Linked DNA regions of Triticum aestivum: region 2 is linked to region 1. Evidence: chromatin contacts called from public Hi-C data. All regions are on one chromosome and are shown on one strand. The core of a region is the stretch at or near the end of the contact, and the rest is flanking DNA. Distances in the headings are between cores, read along the strand shown. Region 1 holds the start of LOC123113467 (5'-nucleotidase domain-containing protein 4). Region 2 holds the start of LOC123113472 (S-adenosyl-L-methionine-dependent tRNA 4-demethylwyosine synthase).

What was found. A called contact is a pair of places that touch in the nucleus more often than the background predicts.
Region 2: a Hi-C map of leaf shows a contact between it and region 1, with 7 times the contacts expected there. The contact joins the promoter of LOC123113472 here to the promoter of LOC123113467 in region 1. A contact is called at or near these places in 3 of 5 Hi-C or Micro-C datasets (all in leaf).

What each region holds. Positions count from the first base shown.
Region 1 is chr5B:591,589,330-591,595,017 of IWGSC CS RefSeq v2.1, reverse strand. LOC123113467 (5'-nucleotidase domain-containing protein 4) reads left to right here and starts at 3,475. Exons shown (of 17, transcript XM_044534701.1): 1 at 3,475-3,896; 2 at 4,472-4,734; 3 at 5,232-5,309. The coding sequence starts at 3,752.
Region 2 is chr5B:591,922,730-591,927,829 of IWGSC CS RefSeq v2.1, reverse strand. LOC123113472 (S-adenosyl-L-methionine-dependent tRNA 4-demethylwyosine synthase) reads right to left here and starts at 2,833. Exons shown (of 8, transcript XM_044534708.1): 1 at 1,916-2,833; 2 at 1,162-1,277; 3 at 798-973; 4 at 212-402; 5 at 22-108. The coding sequence starts at 2,818. LOC123113471 (probable methyltransferase PMT28) reads right to left here. Exons shown (of 8, transcript XM_044534707.1): 3 at 4,871-5,100; 4 at 4,681-4,773; 5 at 4,331-4,505; 6 at 3,982-4,227; 7 at 3,759-3,902; 8 at 3,056-3,601. The coding sequence ends at 3,403.

The sequences.
Region 1 (5,688 bases), core at 2,226-4,725:
TAGAAGAATCACGACAAAATTGTTAGACCACAGTTCTATATTATTTTCTCTGTTTATCACAACCAAAATGGGTTTTAGTTTATATAAACAACAATATATTCTCTGAAGTGTTAGTTGTTTTCTTTTATTTCTTTGAAACTCTCTCAAGTTGTACTCACAACATATTACAGAGAGGTTTGTATGGTGGCTCCTGTACAGGAGTATTTATTTGAATTACATGCAGTATTTTATTTGAATAATTTGGTGTGTTACCAGGAGATACCAGCTAGCGCCATGTTTTTGTTCATTTATGAATTGGATCTTGTTTTGGTTCAAAATTCAGGAGATACCAGCAAGCAGCTATGTTTCCTGGACCATTTGTTGATCTGTTAATTTATTCTTGGTGTGTTGCTGTTCCAAGAAGCAAGTATTGAGATGTCTACTGTTTGTGAAAACCTACAGTTGAAAAAGGCCAGCCCTATATCCCAAAATGGCTACAATAGTGTCTGCGAACAATAATCCCTTGGAGATAAACTGAGGCTGCTACCTATGAAAAGTCCAGCCCTACTGCAATTTGTTAAATCTGCACATCAACCGAATTCAGAAACAGAATATAAGCCAGCCCTAGTTCATCATTGTAGGCCAGCATGAAACACACTCTAAAAAAAGCCTAAAAAGCCACTATTATTGTCTTACTGCTATTGTTTGAAGTTGAAGTCTACCCTGTTTTACTCCAAAGTCAATTCAGGTTTATTTAAATTGACAGCAGCGTAGTCATCTCAACAGCACCTTAGTCAACCTGTAAAATTTACAACAAATCCAATTCGTATTGAACAGCGCCGTACTGTAATTTGCTGCAATTTATTCCAAAGAATCGACTAAATCAGCTTCTACCAGCACTTGAAGATGACTACAGTACATCAACTTCTACTCCGAGGAGTACCATCTTGTCTACAACAAAGAATTGACTACTCCGAGGGGACAAATCTGGAGAATCACTTGGAATAAATCTTTGGAAATTTTAGATTATCACAACAAAGAAGCATTTTTATTCCGTGACTCTGAATTTATGCATAAACGCAGTTTGAAGGCGAAACTGAATCCAATGGTGGACAGCGGGTGGGTTACCTGATGTGCTGGTCGACGACAGGTGTGTGGCGGTCAGAGACTTCTTCTTCTGAATACATTTAACCCAGCCATGAGCCCGTGACTAACTGGGTGATCATTTTATCCTGCAGCTAAGCAAAACCAAAAGAGCACTGCTGCCCAGCATGCCAGCTCTTTTGGAAAAAGAGAAGTGCTACCAACTTATTTTCTCCTAGCATTTCATTTGATAATGGGGTTGGATTTGATCAAAGCAAACAGCCATGCCTTACTCTATCAGTTACATGCTTACAGCTAATGAAAACCATTGCGATTCATGAAAACTACGGCCAAGGAATAAAAGGAAAAGAAACACGGTGGTCATGGGCGCCTGAGTTTCATCACCATCGAAAAACACCATGGGAAAAGTACTATAGGGATTGAAAGGGGAAGAGATGACATGGTCGCTACTTACCAACGGATGGAGCAGAACGTTGTCTTGGAGATAGGGCGGAGAAGGGCGGGGCTGGTAGCAGGAAGACCAACGACGGAAGGCAGGAGAGCAATGGGGGATCTCGAACCGGCAGGGAACTGGCGGCGGAGGGCCCCGCGCCACCGTGCCGCAGGCTCAGGCGCGACCTCGTACGCCGACAGTAGGCCCACACGCGTCCACGCCCCTGGCAGCGGCGGCGGCGGCAGCTCCCGCGTACCTCTCGCCGCCGAGGATGAGGGGCGGCGCGTAGAGCAGGTTCGCGTGAGGGAGGCGAGGCAGGCACTGGAGAGGCGAGGGGGTGCCGGGTTCCTGCGGCGGGGCTCCCCCGGCGCGCGACGGGCGGCGGCTCCGATGGGGCGGCTCCCGGGGCGACGGGCGCGGCGACCGACGGCGGCTGCAGGAGGCGGCGAAGGGCGCAGCGGGGCGGCTCCGGTGGCTGGGGAGGCGACGACCCGCGGCGGGACGGCTCCCGCGGCGGGGGCGTGCTCCCGTGGCTGGGGAGGCGGCAACCCGCGGCGGGGGCGGGCTCCCGCGGCTGGGGAGGCGGCGAACGGCGCGGCGGGGGCGGGCTCCCGGCGACCTGCGGCGGCTTCCCGTGGCTCCGGCGGCGCGAGGCGGCGGTGAAGGGCGCGGCTTCCCGTGGCTCGGCGCGAGGCTGCGGGAGGCGAACGACGCGGGAGGAGGAGGAGGTCGTGCGGGAGGAGAAGGTGGAGGTCGTGCGGGCGATCGGTTTTGTTAATGCGGGGCGATTAGCGATCGATCGTGCCTTGTTGCGTGATTGGTAGCGTTAAACACAGAATGATTAAGGGCCATTAGATTTTAATGATGGATGGGTGGGATTGTTTGGATCTGTCTCTCTCTCTTTCTTTTATAATGGTAGTAGATAAAATCTGTTGCAAAGTAGTATGTGAGATGTTGAGTCTATTGAGTATAAAAGGTGTCATCGCTATCGAGTAGCGAGTACCAAAGTTGAGATGACTCGACATGACATGGCTGGTAGAGGAATTTGTTCTTAGCAACGCACAAGTGTTGAGCCTGTGTGATCTATATGTGCAAATTCAGCTATTACGTTTGGGAAATGTTTAAAAGCTGACTTAAGATTTTTTTTAACATTTCCCGACGAACACCTAGAATTGCCAAAAGAAGATAAAATTTTCATGTTGTCTGTAAGAGATTTTCCATGCTCTAAAGCGAAAATTGCCAGTATAGTGCAAAAAATGGTAGAAAAATTGCCACGATGCGCAGAGTTAGTGACATGCGTTCAGTCGGGATCTAACGGTCCTAACTCCTAAGGCGTTCGCTGGGTTCTTAAAAAAATCTGACATTTATTGGTTACCAAAGTTCTTACATTTTGGTATATCTTGTTTCACGTTTCCCTATATTTTGTTTAAAAACAACAACGATTACACCATAGACGCACACATTCACACAACACCTACCGAAAACAGAATCGAAGCTGTAGGGCTTTAAGACAACCGTCTCACACTGAAAGAATAACCTACACTTCTACATTTAAAGCTCTGAAGAATTTGCGAACTGAGTCTGTCTTAGATGGTTAAGTTCTGAAGATTTGACACAGGTGCTCGTATTTTTATGGATTCATTTCAGGCTTTGCGACGATATTTGTTTAGTGGAAGAAGACGTTCACATCGAGTGCGGTTCAAAAATTCCAATGAACTTTGTTATGCAGTTGCCAAAAAAATATCCAAGTTATCCACGTGTCGATAAGCACGACGAAATCCGGCTCGTGCGCGCATGAGCGGCGGCCGGCGGGCGAGCGCGCGTGTGGCCGGAGGAAAATCCCATCCAGGAGGCGGAAGCGGAGCCGCACCACCCGTTCCGTTATTCTCTCACCCACGAACGAACCGAACCGACCTCATTATTGCCCCGCGGCCCCCAGCCCAGCCCCCACCTCCCTTCGCCCCGGCCCGGAACTCGCTCCCCCGCCTCCCTCCGTCGCCCGCGGTCGCTGCTGGCTTCCAACGCACGCGGCATCCGAATCCGCACCGCACCGCACCCGATCCCCCGCGCCACTTGTCCCGCCGCCCAATGCCCGCCCTCCGGTGAGATGGCGCCGCCGCGCGGCGGTGCTCCCACCCCCTCGGATTCCCCCCACGCCATTTATTCTCCCCCAACAGCGTCCCGTCATCCCCCTCACCCGCACCACCCCCGCTCGCCTATTTAAGGCCCAGCGACATGCTCTCCAGGAGGCCGCTCGCCGCCGCGCTACGCCTCGCGCCCCTCTCGCCTCCGCTCCTCCTCTTCTTCGCCTCCTCCTCCTCCTCGTCGTCGTCACCCGCCTCGTGCTCCTCCCCCGCCGCTTCGGCCTCGGGCCCCAGAGGTGCGCGCTTCTGACGAGCATTCGTTTGATTCGGGGCGTTTTTGGTGTGTGTGTCGGTTTCGCGGCGGCACGCTTAATTTTAGCGATGCCTGCGTTGGCCGTTCCTCTCTAATTTTGGCGCTCTTGAATTAAATACGAGAACGTTGGTTTTGATCCGAGGCCAGTCCTGCTAGGCTGTAGAGGGGCAACCCAATTCGGTTTCCGGTCCATGGGCGAATGCTGAAGCATAATCGCGTATGCTTTGCTCTGCTTTCGTGCCCGTCTTAACGAATTTCGTGGTTCGTATCTGTTTACGATGAGATTTTGAGATTCGTATGTATGGGCTGATCAGCCCTTTTTCTGAGCTGCTAACTTATATACTCTGGACTTCGTTTCAGTTTGTCTGAATTATGCAGTTTAAATCCTGTTTCCTGATCGTGTCGTTATGGTAGTCATGCCACGTTCATTGATCGGTCAATCACTAGACTTTCACAGTTTCACCGACCTTTGTTAATTCCTGGTTGAAACACGGAGTTCTATCACTGAATTACAGTGTGATATCTCTGACGTACTTTGTTCTATTCACCTCGTATCAGGCTGCAGTGCTCTAAGGATGGATACCGGCGCTGTGGAGCCAGCTTCAACGGGGGCAATCTGGTCAACACCGTCGGTGGAGCCGAGAAGCATTTCCATCGGGAAGCAGATATTCTGCAACAGGTCTCTCAACATGAGGAACATCACCGCAGTAGGATTTGATATGGACTACACTCTTGCGCAGTACAAGCCTGAGACATTTGAGGCCCTTGCTTACCATGGCACCATTGAGAAGCTCGTGAAGGATCTCAACTACCCTGAGGAGGTTGATGTCAATAGTTACTTCTCCCATTTTATGTGATTTCAGATTTGATATAGATACTTGGGGTCTGTTGTCGTGTCTAGGATTTCATGGTTGCCTCAAAGTAACTTAATAGTTGCATTTAACACAGTACCAACATCATGTCTTTACCTGCTTCGACTTTTGAGCAATATTCCCACCTGGGATAGTCCATGATTTGGACCATGAATTTTGTTCGGTAGTATAAATGCGTGAAATTTGTTGCTGCTCTGAACCAAAGAATTTTGTGCTAGTTACTGCTATTTATCTTAGGAAGGATCACCAATTTCTGCACTAATGTAGTAGCAAAAGGTTCATACTATCAAGTGAATATCTGTTTATTACAGAAGTGCGGAGTTCTTTGTGAAGGACATTTAGTTTTTCTTAGGACTAGCAATTTGATGCTGAGACTTGTGGGCTTAATACTCTCTTGGCTTGCAAGTTTTTGTTCTGAATTGGATTTACTCTGTTTCATTCTGCAGCTGTTGACATGGCAATTTGACTGGAAGTATATGGTCAGAGGACTAGTTCTTGATAAGAAAAGAGGAAATATCTTGAAGGTCCGCTGTATTTGCTTGAACTCACTTCACTTTGTTGACTGAAAATGAACTTGTGACACATAGAAACAACATTACTCTGTCTAATAAAAAATGTACATCGTTTTGGATATTGACATGATCTACAAGGCGAAACTTTGACCATCAGTTTCTATGAAAGTACATTGCTTCAAATAAAAATGATTATTCACTAAAAACATATTCCATATCAGATTTAGTAATATAAATTTCATGTAACCAATGTTGGTAAAAAAACAGTGCTGGTTAAACTTAAGAATGTTTGACTGATCTCTTAAAAACCTTTTGCAAGCAGTGGGTGTAGGATCTAAATTAAAGAATAATGAGAACAAGATGCAGGAAACCCATGGGAGGACAGGGAGCA
Region 2 (5,100 bases), core at 1,584-4,083, 330 kb before region 1:
CAAATATTTCTGCATATATACCAGAAAACGCTCCCAGAAGTCCGAAAAGAGTGGCCTATCAACAGCCTTCAGGCTTTCTTTTGTAGCTGCATCCACACTGACATACAGCTGCAACCATAGATAGAGGCATTATAATTATCTCTAGAATGTGTTGTCTGGGCATTAAAATGCCAAGCTCTGGATCTTAATTTCAATCAATTGAGAATATTACCTGGGTGATAGGTTTCAGAGCCTTAATCTTTTCAGGAAATTGAGCATTTGTAACCAGAAACGTAGATATGTGTCTGCGATGTAGGTCATCAACCAGAGTATTTATCTCTGGGTACATAATTGGTTCGCCAACAAGAGATAATGCACAATGTCTAGGGGATAGACCCTCTGCTAGTCGCTCTGGCTTTACTCCTGAAAGAAAGAGAGCAAGAAACAGCATAATTAAAGACCACAGTGTACTTCATGATACAAATATTATGGTACTAACTAATATTCCAGGCAGAACCACTGCATTATTTAATCAATAGCTTTACAGGATAATTATGAGGTTCTATTAATCATGTAGAGCCTAAGTTCTCAGCGCTGCAGGCTGAGTACACAAAATAAACAGATCAAAAGTTCACACTTGATGCTGCCTGGCATATCTTAATGGAACACTTCCGTCACGATTATTGCTGGCATAGGGTTGAAAACCTTTTAAAGGCTGTATGCGTTTAGGCAAGTTACAGGTATTTTGCCATGGATCTATTTTTTGTCCGGGCACTAGAATATTCAGTGCAACTTTTATTTGGCAGAATAATGCATACCTGGCACGCCTTTCATTTGCTTAACCATCTTCCTGTGTTCGTCAATTGCAGTATTAACAATGTCAAGAGGATCGTCCATCTTCCACTTCCAACTCTTCCCAACAGGATTTGTGTGATGCCTCCAACAGAACACACACTTATTTGCACAAGCCAAACTTGGAGTTGCCTCCATGCATCTACAAAATTGAGCATCTAATAATCAGAAAACAAACACTGACGGAAGCAAACCACACAAATATTATGTTGTGCGGAGTGGATCTATGTTATGAAACCGATCTGTGACATAGAATATGTATGAACTAGTCCAACCATGTATTCAGCAAGCATTCCAATATACCATGCTACAGAAGCAAAAAAAATTCACCTGTGGCTTTCTATGCCATAAAATGAGTGCTTGTAACACCCTCCCCGACCTCGAAGCTGTGACTTCGTCCATCTACAAATCTTCACCCCACTATGAGAACCAACAATTTTGTAGCCCTGGAAAAAAACCACAGGGATTGATTAATAGGGCACTAGATTGCAATATGTAGAATGAAAATATAAAGACGAAGCACATAAACTACAGAAAACAACTGTAAATTGTTAATCCCATCTAAACAGGTGGAGAATTCTACCTTATAGGCAAGGACCACAGAGATCTGAGTACATACACAACCCTTGTGTTAACCAACATCAGTTTGGGATCAGGAAAAGTTGTCTTAGATCCTAATCGAAAGTTCCATGAAGATGCTTGGTTGATTACTTGGCAGTTGCTTCAACAATCTCACTCTATCATAGCAAATTGCCAGACTAAGTATCTACACGAACCATTATTTTCACTAGCACGACATATACTAGTTCGATAAATTTAGAGGGGAACTAATTTATTTGCTGCCTAGCTATGCTTAAAAACTGCCTCAGCCCACAGAGATCTTAAAATTTTACTCTAGTTTCTTACCAGTGATGTATGTCAGGTAAGCATAGATTATAAAAAAAGAGCAGAATTGGCAATACTCTATTTTCATTAGGCATCATAGGACTCTTCAAAATTTCAGGTTGAAGCGCTTTTACATATGCAGTCAAGAGCATTATTATGTAGTATAACAGAAAGAATGTAACAACAAGTTGATGCTCACTTGTTTCTCCAAGCTCGCCCTGATTATGGGCGTGACCATGGCCCTCGCGCCGTTCTGCCCTCCATTGGGCAAAGCACCCTCCACCTTCCCATTCTGCTTCTTTGCTGTCGCCTTGCCGGCAATGTCTTCCATGTCAACCTCCCCACTAGCCACCTCCTCCTCCTCTTCCTCCTCATCATCGTCATCATAATCGGACTCCTCCCCTTCCAGCCCATCAAACCCATTGGTCTCTCCATCGACTCCGTCCTCCTCAACCTCCTCCCCTTTGACCACCCTGAGCACCCTCCCGCACCACTCCTCGAAGACGTCATCGAGGTCCCCCTCATCCACGTCGCCCTCCCCGACGGGCAGCACCTCGACGGCCCCGAGCGCGCGGAGCCAGCGCGAGAAGCTCCTGGCGGCGGCGTTGAAGGTGTCGCCGTAGGCGCGGGAGCCGACGCCGAAGACGGCGAAGCGGAGGCCCGAGAGGAGCAGCGCCCCGGCGCGGAAGTCGGCGGCGGTCTCCGCGAGCCAGCGCGCGAGGAAGGCGGCGCCGGGCGGGGGCGCCCCGGCGTCGTGCGTGGGGAGGACGAGGAGGAGCAGCGGGACCGAGGGCAGGTCGTCCGGGTCGAAGGCGGCGGCGTCGGTGGCGCGGGCGGGCAGCCCGGCGTCCGCGAGGCGGGCCGAGAGGCGCGCCGCGAGGGCCTTGGAGGTGCCCGTGGCCGAGGCGTAGAGGAGGGTCGGGGCGGCGGCGGCGGCGGGGGCGGGGGAGGAGGATGGGGATGGGGAGGGGCGTAGGGTGCGGCGGAGGCGGCGGAGGGTGATGGACTTGTAGAGGAAGAAGAGGGAGGAGGAGGAGAGCAGGAGGAGGAGCGCGAGGTGGGAGGTGCCGGAGGCGGCCGCGGCCGCCGGGGAGGGGGGCATCGCGGCGGCGGGCTGGGGTTTGGTGGGTGGGGAGGGGGAGGCTGGCTTCCGGCTTTGGTGGGTTTTGCTGTGCCCTTGCGCGCCGCGCGAGGCGGTTGGGGTTTGCTCTTCTTTCTGAAACTGAAACTGAAACTGAAACTGAGACGCCGTGCACGTCAAACTTCAGAAAAGCGTCCCAAAGTCTGACGATCTTTTGCAATTTTTGCATTGTTGTCGCACTTTCAGAAGCACACCGAATGACTCATCAACTCTTCTACTGCATCCTTGTATAAATTCATTTACAACGTTCACAAGCTTTACATCCTTTTACACATTGTTACAATACAATGTTCAGAAACAGCACAGCGCAGCCCTGTTTACACGACCCATCCAGCACTTACTCTGAACCTAAAGCTGGATGCTGTCCAAGACAGAACTGACAAGAGTAACACTGTCGCAATCGCGCGTGTGTGCGCAGTAGATGGTCGTGGAAGCCAACAAATGAACGAATCGGGTGCCTTCAACCCAGATCAACAACCAGGAGCATCAAAACTATGTCTGTACCACATCAAGAAAATGTGCGCCTTGTGATATAACGCGATAGTTCACGGTCGCCACGTTGTTTTCTTTACAGACATGATGCCCTCCTTGTCCTTCCTGAAGGTCATCACGATCTCCCAGTGGAGCGACTTCAGGATCGCCTCCAACGGGTCGAGGATCTCGAGCTTCTCCCGGATGATGGCCCACCCTCCGGGTCTCAGGATCCGGTCCATCTCGACCAAAATCGAGACAGGTTCCTTGCATCTGCATTGTTCAGGTCATGTCAGCATGTCACATCAAACACTGTAAGCACACCGAAAACTATAGACCGTCAAAGTTCAAGCGAGGGTACTTCATTCGACAAACATACCTGTTCTTCAAGCGTGAGAACAAATGGTCGGCATGAAGAAGATCGTACGACCTTGGATATGTGCTAAATGGTTCGCACCAGTCGTGATAAACACCGACCAGCCCGCGCTCGAAGATTACAGGTAGGGTGTCTGGGGCATGCACGGGGACAACATTCATGACCCAAACTTTTTCAGACGACAAAGCTGCAGCAAATCTGCAAGGAAACACGCATATAAGTAAGAGAAATTCAATTTATATACTGGGAAATGTGAAATTGAGAATGGAGAGCGTACCCTCCATATACAGCCTTCATATCCAGCACGTTTCGGATATTTGTCCAGTTAATACCCAAGCCATCCAGATACGATTTCTCAACGACGGCCTTCCAGTGGCTATGATCAGCAGACACCCTTGTTTGCAGGTCCCCGAGCCAATCAGGAAAAGTCTCGAGCCTCTTGGGCCACTCCTCAGGCCACTCACTGCCTCTTTCTTCGATACCAGCAGGAGCTTTGTGCAGGCAATGCTTGATTGGAGTATACCTACAAAGGAAAACAAACGTTTCAGTTTCACAAGCCAAACAAACTCCAGTGTACATGATAATTCAGGAAACACCGTAGTGATTAATCCAAGTGTCCTAGTTACCATGCAGTAGCTTTGTTTTGCTCTTCCTTGCAAAATGGAGGATCTTTTTTTGCTCTCAGGTCATACTCGTCATTTGAGGCTGGTCGCTGAAATATCTTTACTCCAAGCTCGCTGACATCATCACTGTTGTAAGCTATTACGTTCCAACAAACCGCGGTCATTGAAGCTGATATTCCTGTAAAGTTCATCAAGACATTTAAAACATAAACATTGGGCGAAATAGAACATAACAAGGCCAGTAATGGCCCCATGAAAGTCGTGATATTTTACATGCTTGTTCGTTTATAATGACATCGGTATTTCAGCAGATTCCAGCCTTTTCTCCACACACACACAGTAACGTGCCATACCTTCTTCACTCTCGAGGTCACCATGTCTGCTCGATATAACGAAGTATCCTCCTGGGCGAAGGATCCTATTCATCTCTATGAGAAGCTTTCCACCTAATCCATACAATACAAAATGTTGTTCAAGATGTGAGCAACGCAGGATAGTGGCATGCTGGGTCTAAAAGAGAGGAACGAAGCAGCATGTAAATACCATTAGAATGCCATGGTATGTTGCATTCACTACAGTGGATAATATCAAATGAACCACTAGGAAAGGGTAATCTTCTTGATCCCAGACTGCCAATTGTTGCAGGGATGCCGCGTTCAAGGGCAACTTGTGCAAGGTCTGTCTGGTCATTTGTAAGGCCTAATGACAGTGTAATCACATCCTTCTCGAGTAGAGCAACTCCAAACCCAGCACTTTTGCATCCAATGTCCAAT